Linked DNA regions of Mus musculus: region 2 is linked to region 1. The links are chromatin contacts, called in public HiChIP or PLAC-seq maps. All regions are on one chromosome and are shown on one strand. The core of a region is the stretch at or near the end of the contact, and the rest is flanking DNA. Distances in the headings are between cores, read along the strand shown. Region 1 overlaps Gm31813 (a long non-coding RNA gene). Region 2 overlaps Tbl1xr1 (transducin (beta)-like 1X-linked receptor 1).

What was found. HiChIP or PLAC-seq counts read pairs in DNA pulled down with a chosen protein or histone mark.
Region 2: a contact with region 1 is called in an H3K27ac HiChIP or PLAC-seq map of regulatory T cells, with 5 times the contacts expected there. The contact joins two enhancer-like sites. A contact is called at or near these places in 2 of 15 datasets of contacts at CTCF or cohesin (CD8 T cells and the NIH/3T3 cell line), 2 of 484 Hi-C or Micro-C datasets (CD4 T cells and liver) and 4 of 115 datasets of contacts at active chromatin or transcription factors (CD8 T cells, embryonic basal ganglia, embryonic stem cells and 1 more).

The regions. Positions count from the first base shown.
Region 1 is chr3:21,908,799-21,914,207 of GRCm38.p6, reverse strand. The region is part of intron 3 of Gm31813 (a long non-coding RNA gene); the gene reads left to right. Among named protein-coding and RNA genes, the nearest start is that of Gm31813, 53 kb to the left of the region's middle. Within about 2 kb of position 2,952, at least 58 of the 459 cell types and tissues checked have an H3K27ac peak or open chromatin away from gene starts, as enhancers often do. A contact at or near this core is called in CD8 T cells and regulatory T cells, where this site is marked.
Region 2 is chr3:22,088,099-22,093,507 of GRCm38.p6, reverse strand. All of the region lies in intron 1 of Tbl1xr1 (transducin (beta)-like 1X-linked receptor 1), which reads right to left. Among named protein-coding and RNA genes, the nearest start is that of Tbl1xr1, 14 kb to the right of the region's middle. Within about 2 kb of position 2,752, at least 133 of the 459 cell types and tissues checked have an H3K27ac peak or open chromatin away from gene starts, as enhancers often do. A contact at or near this core is called in CD8 T cells and regulatory T cells, where this site is marked.

The DNA of each region.
Region 1 (5,409 bases), core at 1,703-4,202:
GCTAAGGATGTTTAAGTGTTCCCCAGCTATTTATGTTTCCTCATTTGAGAATGCTCTGTTTAGATCTGTACCCCCATGTTTTAATTGGATTATTTGGTTTGTTGCCATCTAGTTTCTTGAGTTCCTTATATATTTTGGATATTAATTCTTTACCAGTTGTGGAGTTGGAAAAAAATCTTTTCCCATTCTGTAGGCTGCTGCTCTTTCTGATTGACAGTGTCCTTTGTCTTGAGGTCCCATTTATTAAATGTTGATCTTAGTACCTGTGATATTGGTGTTGTGTTCAGGAAATTGTCTCCTGTGCTAATGTGCTCAAGGTTATCTTCCACTTTCTCATTAATCAAGTTCAGAATACCTAGTATTACACTGAGGTATTTGATTCACTTGAGTTTTGTGTAGGATGATAGAAATGGTTCTATTTGCATTCTTCTACATGTAGACATCTAGTCAGACCAGCATCATTTGTTGAAGATGCTTTTTTCCCCAGCATGTATTTCTGACTTCTTTATTAAAGACCAAATGTCTATAGGTGTGTGGATTTATGTTTGGGTCTTCAACTTGATTCTATTGATCAGTATGTCAGTATATGTGCCAATACCATGTAGTTTTCATTACTATGGCTCTGTAGTACAACTTGAAATCAAGGATAGTGATACCTCCAGCAGTTCTTTTATTGTTCAGGATTGTTTTAGATATTCTAGGCTTTTTGTTATTTCTTATGAAGTTGAGAATTTTCTTTTCAAGGACTGTAAAGAATTGTGTTGGAATTTTAACGGGCATTGGATTGAATTTATAGATTGTTTTAGGTAGAATGGCCATTTTATCATGCTGATCTTACCAATCTATAAGCATGGGAAATCTTTCCATCTTCTAATATCTTCTTCAATTTCTTTCTTCAAAGACTTGACATTTTTATTGTACAGATCCTTCATTTACATGGTTAGAATTACTCCAGGATACTTTATACTGTTTGAGGCAATTGTATGAAGGTTATTATTTCCCTGATTTCTTTTTCAGCCTGTTTGTCATTTGTATATAAGAGGGCTACTAATTGTTTGACTTAATCTTGTATTCAACCACTTTGCTGAAAGAGTTTATCAGCTGTAGGAGTTCCCAGGTGGAATTTTTAGGGTCTCTTATATATCATATCATATCATATCATATCATATCATATCATATCATATCATAGTATTGATACTATGACTTTTTCCTTTCCAATTTGCATCCCCTTGATTTCTTTCATTTTTCTTATTGCTCTACCTAAATTTTCAAGTACTATATTGAATAAATATAGAGAGACTAGACAACTTTGTCTTGTTCCTGATTATAGTAGAATCACTTTGAGTTCTCTCCATTTAGTTTGATGCTGGCTATAGACTTGTCATAAATTGCCTTTATTTGTTTATTTATGTCCCTTATACTCCTCATTTCTCCTGACCTTTTATCATGAAAGGGTGTTGGATTTTGTCAAAGTTCTTTTTAGCAGCTAGTGAGATGATCATGTTGATTTTTCTTTTCAGTTTATTTAGATGTTGGATTACATTGACTTGTTTTCATAGATCAAACCATCCCTTCACCTCTGGGATGATACCTATTTGATCATAATGAATGATCTTTTTGATGTGTTCTTGAATTTGATTTGCAAGTATTTAATGAGTATTTTTACACCTCTGTTCATAAGAGAAACTGGTCTGTAGTTCTCTTTGTTTGTTGAGTCTTTATGTGGTTAGAGTATCAGAGTAACCGTGACTTCATAAAATGAATTTGGCAATGTTCCTTCTGTTTATATGTTGTGGATAATTTGAGGAGTATTTATGTAAACACTTCTTTGAAAGTATTCTGTGCTTAACTATCTGGCCCTGAATTTTTCATTTTCTTTTTCTTTTTTTGGTTGTGAGACTTTTAATGACTGTTTCCATTTCACTAGGTGTTATAGGTCTGTTTAATTTTTTTTATCTGCTCTTAACTTAACTCTGGTAAATGGTACCAGAGAAAATCATCCATGTCTTTTAGATTTTCCAGTGTTACTTAGATCCATTTGTTTGGAATATCTTTTTTCCAACCCTTATTCTGAGCTAATATCTCTCCTTGATTTTAAGTTGTTTCTTGTATGTAGCAGAAGGATAGATTCTATTTTCAAATCCATTCTTTTAGTCTGTGGGATTCACAGGAGGCATGGACAGGGAAGACTTCAGCTGGTGCTCTGTTGCACGTTCTAGGGACAGACTTGAGGACTGGGTCTGCTGGAACAGAGAGAGTGGAGGGTGTTCATGGGCATCCTACCCATTCTTCTGGCAAAGCATGGCCTGTGGTTGAGCAGAAGGTCTTCACCCAAGTTGTGGGTTGGGACACCAGGAATTTGTTTTAATGAAGGTATTTGAATCTGGTGTTTTCATTGTAGAAATGTTGAATGTTTCAAAATAGTGATTCAATTTCCTTAATAGTTATAGCATTGTTCATAGTTTGTATATTTGTTGAAAGCAACTTTAGAGAGTCATATTTTTCTAGCTTCCAACCTATTACTTCTGTATTCATTTTTGATGTTTTCCATCCAAAATTCCCTCTCCTCACTCTCCCTTTCCTTTCCCACTGCCTCTTCTTCTTTTTCATCTCCATCTCTGTTTTTTTTAAAAGACACATTCTTATGTAGTCCAGGCTAGCCCAATACTTTCAATATAGGCAAAGTGACATCAAATCAAACCAAACCACCATGGACAAACTAAACATGACCAAAACGAGTTGACATTCATCCCACTGAGAGGCATTGACTGTGACCCTATTTTAGAGTTTGAGCTTTATGGATATTTGACCAATGGAATCTTCTGGATGTCCTCTGGTGCCACACTGAAGCTGCAGGAAGTGGTTTATACTTCAGTTGTACTTTTAGCCCCCAGATATCCTGCTGGGGAAATAGTACCAAACCACACAGGAAGCCCACATAGATGTTCCAGCTAACAGCCTAGCAGAGGTTGGCACCCAACACCAGCTTAACTTCCTGTGAGTTGGCCATGCCAAAGGGAGCCCTTGCCTTCCTGACTCAGGATGTCATGGCCAGCAAAGGAAAGCAATATGGGAGTCACCAGTATACTCTTCCTAATGCAGATCAGGGTATCTATGACTGCTGTTTTCAACCCTTCACTTGGGGAGTTATTTATTACACAGGACTCAATCGGTAGAATGCACAGACATCTTAATCTTACCCTTTTTCTTGATGCTAATATAATTCATGACGGTATCAGTAACATTGCTACCCACACATTAGACAAGAAATTCTAATTTTCCTCCATTCTTTTTTCTTCTTCCTTTTTCAAGACAGGGTTTAAAGTAGCCCGTACTAGTCTCAAACCTACTATGTAATCAGAAATGACTCTCAATTTCTGATCTTCCTGTCACATGCCTCTACTTAAGATCTGGGATTTCAGATGTGTCCCCCAGTTGTGTCACACTGGTGAGTTCCACAGATGTCCCATGACTTTCCCATTACCATCCATCTAACGAATCAGCAGGCTGTATGCTTCCAGATCTTGCCTCTGTGTACTTCCATCTCCTTCCTTTTCTCCATCCCTCTGTGGTGGTGACCTCTATATCTCAGTGTTTTGCTGGACCCTCTTATTGTACTTTCCTTATCTGTCCTTGTCTCACTCAGGAAGACTCCCTGCACTGCCATAACAATGTTCACAGATCCCACACGTGTTCCTTGTCTGCGTAGATTCCTTTGATCAAGAGTTAAAAATAGTTCCTTAGTTAAACAGTTAAGCATATCATGCAGGTAATGTGTGTCTCTTTGGAAGAAATCTGGGTTTGCAGATGTAAAATGGAAATGGGACTAAGGATTCAGCTCAGTGGGCAGAATGCTTGGCTTAGCTTTCAGGATCCCTTGGGGTCTCTCCCTGCACTGCATAAATCAGTCATGATAGCGTACAACTGTAATCTTAGCCCCTGAGAGACATAGGCAGGAGGATCAGAAGTTCAGGGTCATCCTTTGTGATACAGGGAATTTGAACCCAGCTTAGGTTACATGAGACCCTGCCTAATAACAAACAAACTAATAAAACTTTCAGCAGGAAGAATGAACATGAGGTTATAGTCTTAAGTATTTTCCATCCATGCCATCCTATTTCACCTTATTAAACAACCATACCAGAAATACTTTCCCTAGGAATGGTTAAAGATCAAGTTGGCTTTAAGCCAGTGATTAAGCAATGAAAAATGCAACAAAAGAAACAAACAAAAACCAAAATAACCAAGGGATCAATATCATTGAGATTAGAAGGGATACAGTTCGCAAAATTTTAGTACCTAGGTAAGTTGCATTGTGAGTTAAATAGAAATATAAGACCCAAGAGAGGAAGATAAGTTATATATTCATGCTTCTGAGCAGTAAAAGATTCTGTTCAACTGGTAATGAAACTTTTTATGCCCACTTGTTTATTATTTCTATTTTTAATTTATGTTTATGTGTGTGTCTTTGTGAATATATGCCAACTGTATATGGGTACCTGCAGAGGCATAAAGTGGACATTGGATCCCCTGGAGCTGGGATTGTGAGTTGCTTGGTATGGGTGCAGGGAACTAAGCACGGGTCCTCTGGCAGAGCAGTGAGGTCTCTGCAGACCTGAGCCTTCTCTCCAGCACATCTATGCCCATTTTTGTCATGAGACTAGATAACATTGTAGCAGCTACTGCACTACATGAAAACACCATAGATGGTACTTTTCAAAAGTCTAACAGCTCAGCAACATTATATAAGGTAAACTTTTGAAGGCCAGTTGGACAGAGCAGACACTTTAAGATCTGGTTTCAATAACAGAATTCATTTTCAATTTTCATGCATCTAACTTAACAAACAATGTGAACATAACTACAGTAATCTGTCTTTCTGTCATACAAATGAAGTTTGAGTGTAGATATTTCACACCCAAGGTTCAGTTTCTGGATATTTGAAAACCACTCATACCTGACAAGACTGACTGCACAAGATTTTTCTGAAAACAAAACAAAACAAAAAAACAAATACTGCTATAATCTCTTACTGCTTCTTCCAGATAGATAAACATTTCTTTAAAAAAATGAATTTAGATACTGTTTCAAAGATGAGTGTCTTTGCGGCAGTTGACCTTTGGTTTTCAGTAGTCACCTTGTCTCTGTTTTGTGGGTAAAGGCACTGATGACCTGAGTTCAACACTTGCGACACACTTGGCGAAAGGAAAGAATCAACTCCCACGAGTTGTCCTTTGGCTTGCACAAGCCCCTCCCTCTTCCTAAATATAATACATAAGTAAATAATTAAAAATAGAAATCCACATGATTAATATGCCATCATTTAATGGTGAATATTATTTGAAGTGGTGAATAATGGACAACAGTAACTTTTCTGCAATCCTAATATAACTGCCGAATTGTCTGGCG
Region 2 (5,409 bases), core at 1,503-4,002, 180 kb before region 1:
CTCATTACAGATGGTTGTGAGTTCAATTCCCTGTGATTGCTAGGAATTGAACTCAGGACCTCTGGAAGAGCAGTTGGTGCTCGTAACCGCTGAGCCATCTCTCCAGCCCCTAGTATCAGTTCTTAAACTATCCCTTTACCTATTTTTTTCCAGATTGATTCAACTACTGAGACTAGCTACAAAAATTATGTAAACACCAATGTAATCTCAGCTCCTCTAGCCCGTCCTAAATGCCAGATTAAAGAGCTGTTACATAGCCCATGATAAAAGTAAATCCATTTAAAGCTATCAGCAGGTCAAAAAGAGTTAATAGGCATAAAAATACTAACTAAACACCTCCAAGTCCTGTTCCAGGTCCTGGGAGCGTGACAAGGGAAACCGAACCCATGCCTGCTCTCACCCAGTTTAAATATGCAGAAAGGAGAAGGTGTCAATACAGGAAGATCTGTCATCGTAAAATGGTAGTAGTAACAAGAGACCTAAGGGTCACATGGGGTGAGCACTAACTTCACTGTGCATGCCTATTTCAGGGCAGAGCCTGATATGAAGAACAAAGCAGCTAAGGCAGGAGCAAACACATCCCTGGGTACGGAGCTGCCAGGGTTGGCCAGGCAGTGCCAGAGGGGAAGTCACTATGAAGTGTGAGATGTGTAGTCAGGAAAAGATAGTCATCACATACTAAATAATAACTGTCCCCACTTTGTGTTTTATTCGTTATGTTTTTTGTGGTGGTAGTGATGGTGGTCTTGGTGTTATTTTGTGTGGTCTTGGTTTTATTTTGTGTGCCATAACCTCACACAGCCCAGGCTGACTTGAACTTGCTCTACTGCCAAAGCGAACCTTGAATTTCTGACCCTCCAAAGTGTAAACATTACAGGTGCAGACCACCATACTCAGCCTTTTTGTTTGTTGGTTGAATTTTTGGGACCAGATCTCACCATGTAGCCCTGGCTATCCAGGAGTCAGTATGTAGACCAGGCTAGCTATTAATACATTGCAATCCAGCTCCTGACTCTGCCTTATTGATGTGAATATAGATTGTAGCCCCTTTGAGAAAAGAGAAAGGGAAGGCAACAGATGTCAGCACATGAAGGTGTTTCTGCTACAGATTCTCAACGCAACTCAGATTGGTGGAAAACTTCAATCTATGCAAAGTCAAATGCTGAAGATAACAGGAATTTAAAACAGAAAAATGGGACATTCAAAACCCATAAAAACCGAGGAGGCTGATTCCATGACAGACTTCAAATTGGCAGTTACGGAGGCTAGGCCTGGGGCTGGGGAGATGGCTCAGCAGGTACTGACTGCTCTTCCATAGGTCCTGAGTTCAAATCCCAGAAACACATGATGGCTCACAACCACCAGTAATGAGATCTGACTCCCTCTTCTGTCATGTCTGAAGTCAGCTACAGTGTACTTACCTAAAAAGAGACTAGACCTGAATCTGTTTCCAAGATCTGGGCAACTCCAGGTCTGTCACCTGGCCTGAGGCAAGGACAGCAGCGGTTTCCAGACATCTCCTAAGAAGTTTCCAGCCAACAGATTACCATAAGGGTCACTGACCCTGGAAGTTACTAATGTGCTTTAAACCAGACCTGCAAGGTTCCGGTATTGGGAAACCCCAGCATGTTGGACTTCTACAAAATAAAACACTCTGTGTTTACATACTATTTGAGTCCAGGGTATCATTCTTTAGCGAATATGGAACCTTACACAACTTTAAAACAAACATTACCAAAATCAATGATCCAAATTAAGACACTAATAAAAATTTTAGTGGCTAACTTCTCATGAGAAAAATGTTTAATTTCAGGTAGAAAAACAAAAACCAGACTGTTTGAGACTGCTGAACAAGACTTGAGCAGAATCCAATCCCAGGGGTACCAATGCAGTAAAAGACAAAAAGCCTGGAGCCCTTAGAGTACTCCCAATACAAGGGAGGCAGAAGCTGAGGCAGGGGCATAAATGCAAGTGTGAGGGCAAACTAGTCTTCATATCGTTTTCCAGGCCAGCAGGACTATAGTGTGGGGCACTCTCCTAAAAAGGCAAAATGGGGTGAAAGGGGAGACACTGAAAAGCTGGTCGGCCAAACATCCCTGAAGAGTAAGCAAGAACTCAGTAGCCTCCTGAGCTGCTCCGGTTCATGAGCTCTACTGTTGCTGCTCAGGCAAAACAAGAACCAGGAGGACAGGGTGCAGAAGCCAGAGCAGCTGTCTTGTTACAGCCACTCAACTTCCCTGTTTTCCACACCCTGAGCCATTCTTTTGAGCTTGTCCTCAAATTTCCACGCTACTTAAACCCATGAGATATATGTGGTATTTTGCAAGGAATGGAAGTCAGTAAATTAAATGATTCCAAACTTTCCTTTATTCCTGAACTCAGCAGCTTTCATTCCACTATCCACACTGACACTTGAGCCCTCCTCAGGCAGCTTCAAACCACAGCCAGTACGTAACACCATGTACACAGGTGTCATGTCCTACGTGCATGTGGGCAGAGTGCCACTGTGCACAAGTGCAGGTCAGAGGACAGCTTCACCAAGTCCTTTCTCTCATTCCAACATGGCATTCTTATGGACTCAGACTATGAGTCTTGGAGGAAAGCGACCTTACCTCACTGGCCGACGTCATGTTTGCTTAAAGTTAATAGTAAACTACTTGGGGGGGGGGGGGAACACCGCACTTCTCAACTTGTAGAAATCATCTATGCCACTTTGTCAAAACAAAGGGAGCAACCTACCAGGGTACCCATCCAGAAGTCTGAGTCATTTGACAAACACAAAAAAGATAAAGGAGCCATGAAGCTCGCCAGCCTGTGCTGCACAAGAGCTGACCCAAAAAGCAAAGAGATTGAGAATTAACAAGTTCAAAAACACATCCACAAGCAAGCAGAGTGCAGCCTCAGGGGTCAAGTTACACACCCAAAGGGACAGGAGGCTACAAGAGGAAGAGCCCAAAGGAACAAATTCCTCCTGACTGCCACACAGAGCAACACCAGGGCAAAGTGCCAGAACACACTTCTCAGTGCAATTTCCTTCCTAATTAAAATTTACTGGTGAATTTTTAATTCTTTGAAAATATCAGTGAAGTACTGTGGCAATCACTTTAGTTCATTTGTAAACTAGAAACCCTGTTTCTCAAATGCAGATCTGGTTCTGAAGAAATAATCAAAACATTCCTTTCTGACGATTATTTGAAAACACCAGATCTTGACAGCTCAGTTAACTTCTACACATCCCTCTACTCCACACATCTCCAGTAGTTTTGGATTATCTAGGAAGTATGCATCAGTAGCTAAGGTCATGTCCAGCTCACAAGCGTGAGAGCCACTTCTATTTCTTTCTCCCAACTCTAACCCTCTCTTTCCTCTTCCATCTGTTTTGTTTCCACTCAGAACCATGAAATGAAAGAGCTCTGCCATCAGTCAACATTCAACACAGACCCAAAATGAAAGTGAAGTTCCTTCCATGACACAGCAAGTGACTTCAAAAGTCAGCAGGAGACAGAATGCATGACTTGTGCACTGCATAGCCTCAAAGCCTTACACGTGCACCGCAGTGAAAGGAAAGACCACCTGAGGTATATGGTGGACCAAGAGCTCACATAAGACCAGAACCAAAGAGAAATGGTTTAGTGAGGATCCAGATTACAAAGAACAGGGAGTCAAGAACCAACACAGAAGACCAGACAATGATTCAATCAGCTATAACTAGTAACCTCAGATCCAAGTCTTCTTTACCCTGGTTTTGGGAATATTCCTGGTTTTAACAGCATATCTGAGCTGTTCCAACCTCCCATCCCACACCCCAAAAAAAAAGATTCCATAGGTGGCCCTACCTTCAAAACAGGACACCCAAGCAGAACCTGATAATCTTATACTTTGAACACCATGAGTCAGAGGAGCAAGGAAGTGCTAGACCAACCTCTTTTCTGGGCCTATATGACCTTCAAAGAGACAAGGTTCTGGAAGGACCAGAAATACTCACTTCATTTAGAAAGCCTCACCAATTCAGTATGAGCAGAGTCTGCAGTTTGAACTTGATCAGGGGCTCCAAGGGAAACACTTGTAAGACAGGCGTCCTCAGGAAGGCCCTACCTGGTTACAAATAAACAATTAAATCAACGACATGTCTGCAGACATCTATCTGGTCTAGAAACAAGTGATGGCTCACAGACCCAAAACAAGGCTTTCAGAGAAAGCCAGGCACAATGACTCCCCTATGATGCCAGCACTCAGGAGGCTGAGGAGGGAAGAGGATCCGCTCAGGACTATCCTGGGCTACATAAGAAAGTCAATGGCGTGGAACAATAAATATGACCATAATTGGTTTGTCTGTGTTCTATCATCCAGAAAATCAATTTTCTTCCTATTCTGAATACTGATTCTAAACTCATAAACATAGAAAATTATATCTCTATATTACCTCAAATCCACAGTTCCCAAGTTCACTGAATAATAAAATACTGCCAAATAGTATAATCAATTTATAGGTTTAAAAAGAATGGTCATCAGACATGGAGAAATGGAGCTGGTGACTAGGAGGCCTTCTTCCTGCTTGCTCACTTTCATAGTAATGCATCTAGGCTGCTGGAGAAGAAACCTCCTCAACAGACTTATATCCCTGTGAACACCATGGGTTATAATAATAACTAACCCAGTTAAGATGTGCCTATAGGTCCAATAGTGACACATTATGTTACAAGGATAGCCAGTGGCTTTTTTTTTTCCTTTCCTTTTCTTCCTTTAATTGGTTTCAGGGCCAGTTCCACAGGAAGAAACTTCTATCTGGCATTCTAGGTTTAGCCAAGAACTCACGGCTCCAGAGTTCTAAACCCCAGGGGTGAGAATACTATTACATTGCTAAATGGGCACAATATTAAACCAGCTCTAGATAAATATATCTGTACCCACATATTAGTGCAGCACTCAGGCCTTCTAAGACAACATCTTTGTGCAGTGTTAATGCACAACTAGTCAGAATACAGAGAGGATCTGTGGAGTATTCATTCATACATGGGTTCCCAGAGTTCAGGGAACAGTGAGAACCAGTGGGTAGGGAAGGACTGCAAAAAGCAGACGTTCAGCAGGACTGTGCTAAACGGTGTCTCTTAACACTACAGGACTGTCACCAGCAAAAAGTCTCAGCTGTTGTGGCTGCCTGTGTAAGACCTGCATAATGATCAAGGCGAGCCAACATTCCAGTATAGGTGGTAGAGGGGTTCATTAGCTCCCACCCCTAACTAAGTTGATAGTGACAGTTGATGGCTTCTGGGAGAGGGAGAGTCAGTTTTATTTAAGGGTGGGCCAACAATGCTCCACTGGCTGACCCCACACCAATGTATATATGAGCAGCAGAAATTGAACTAATTTTAAAAGGTAAATTTAAAGAGAGAGAGAGGAGGAGAGAGG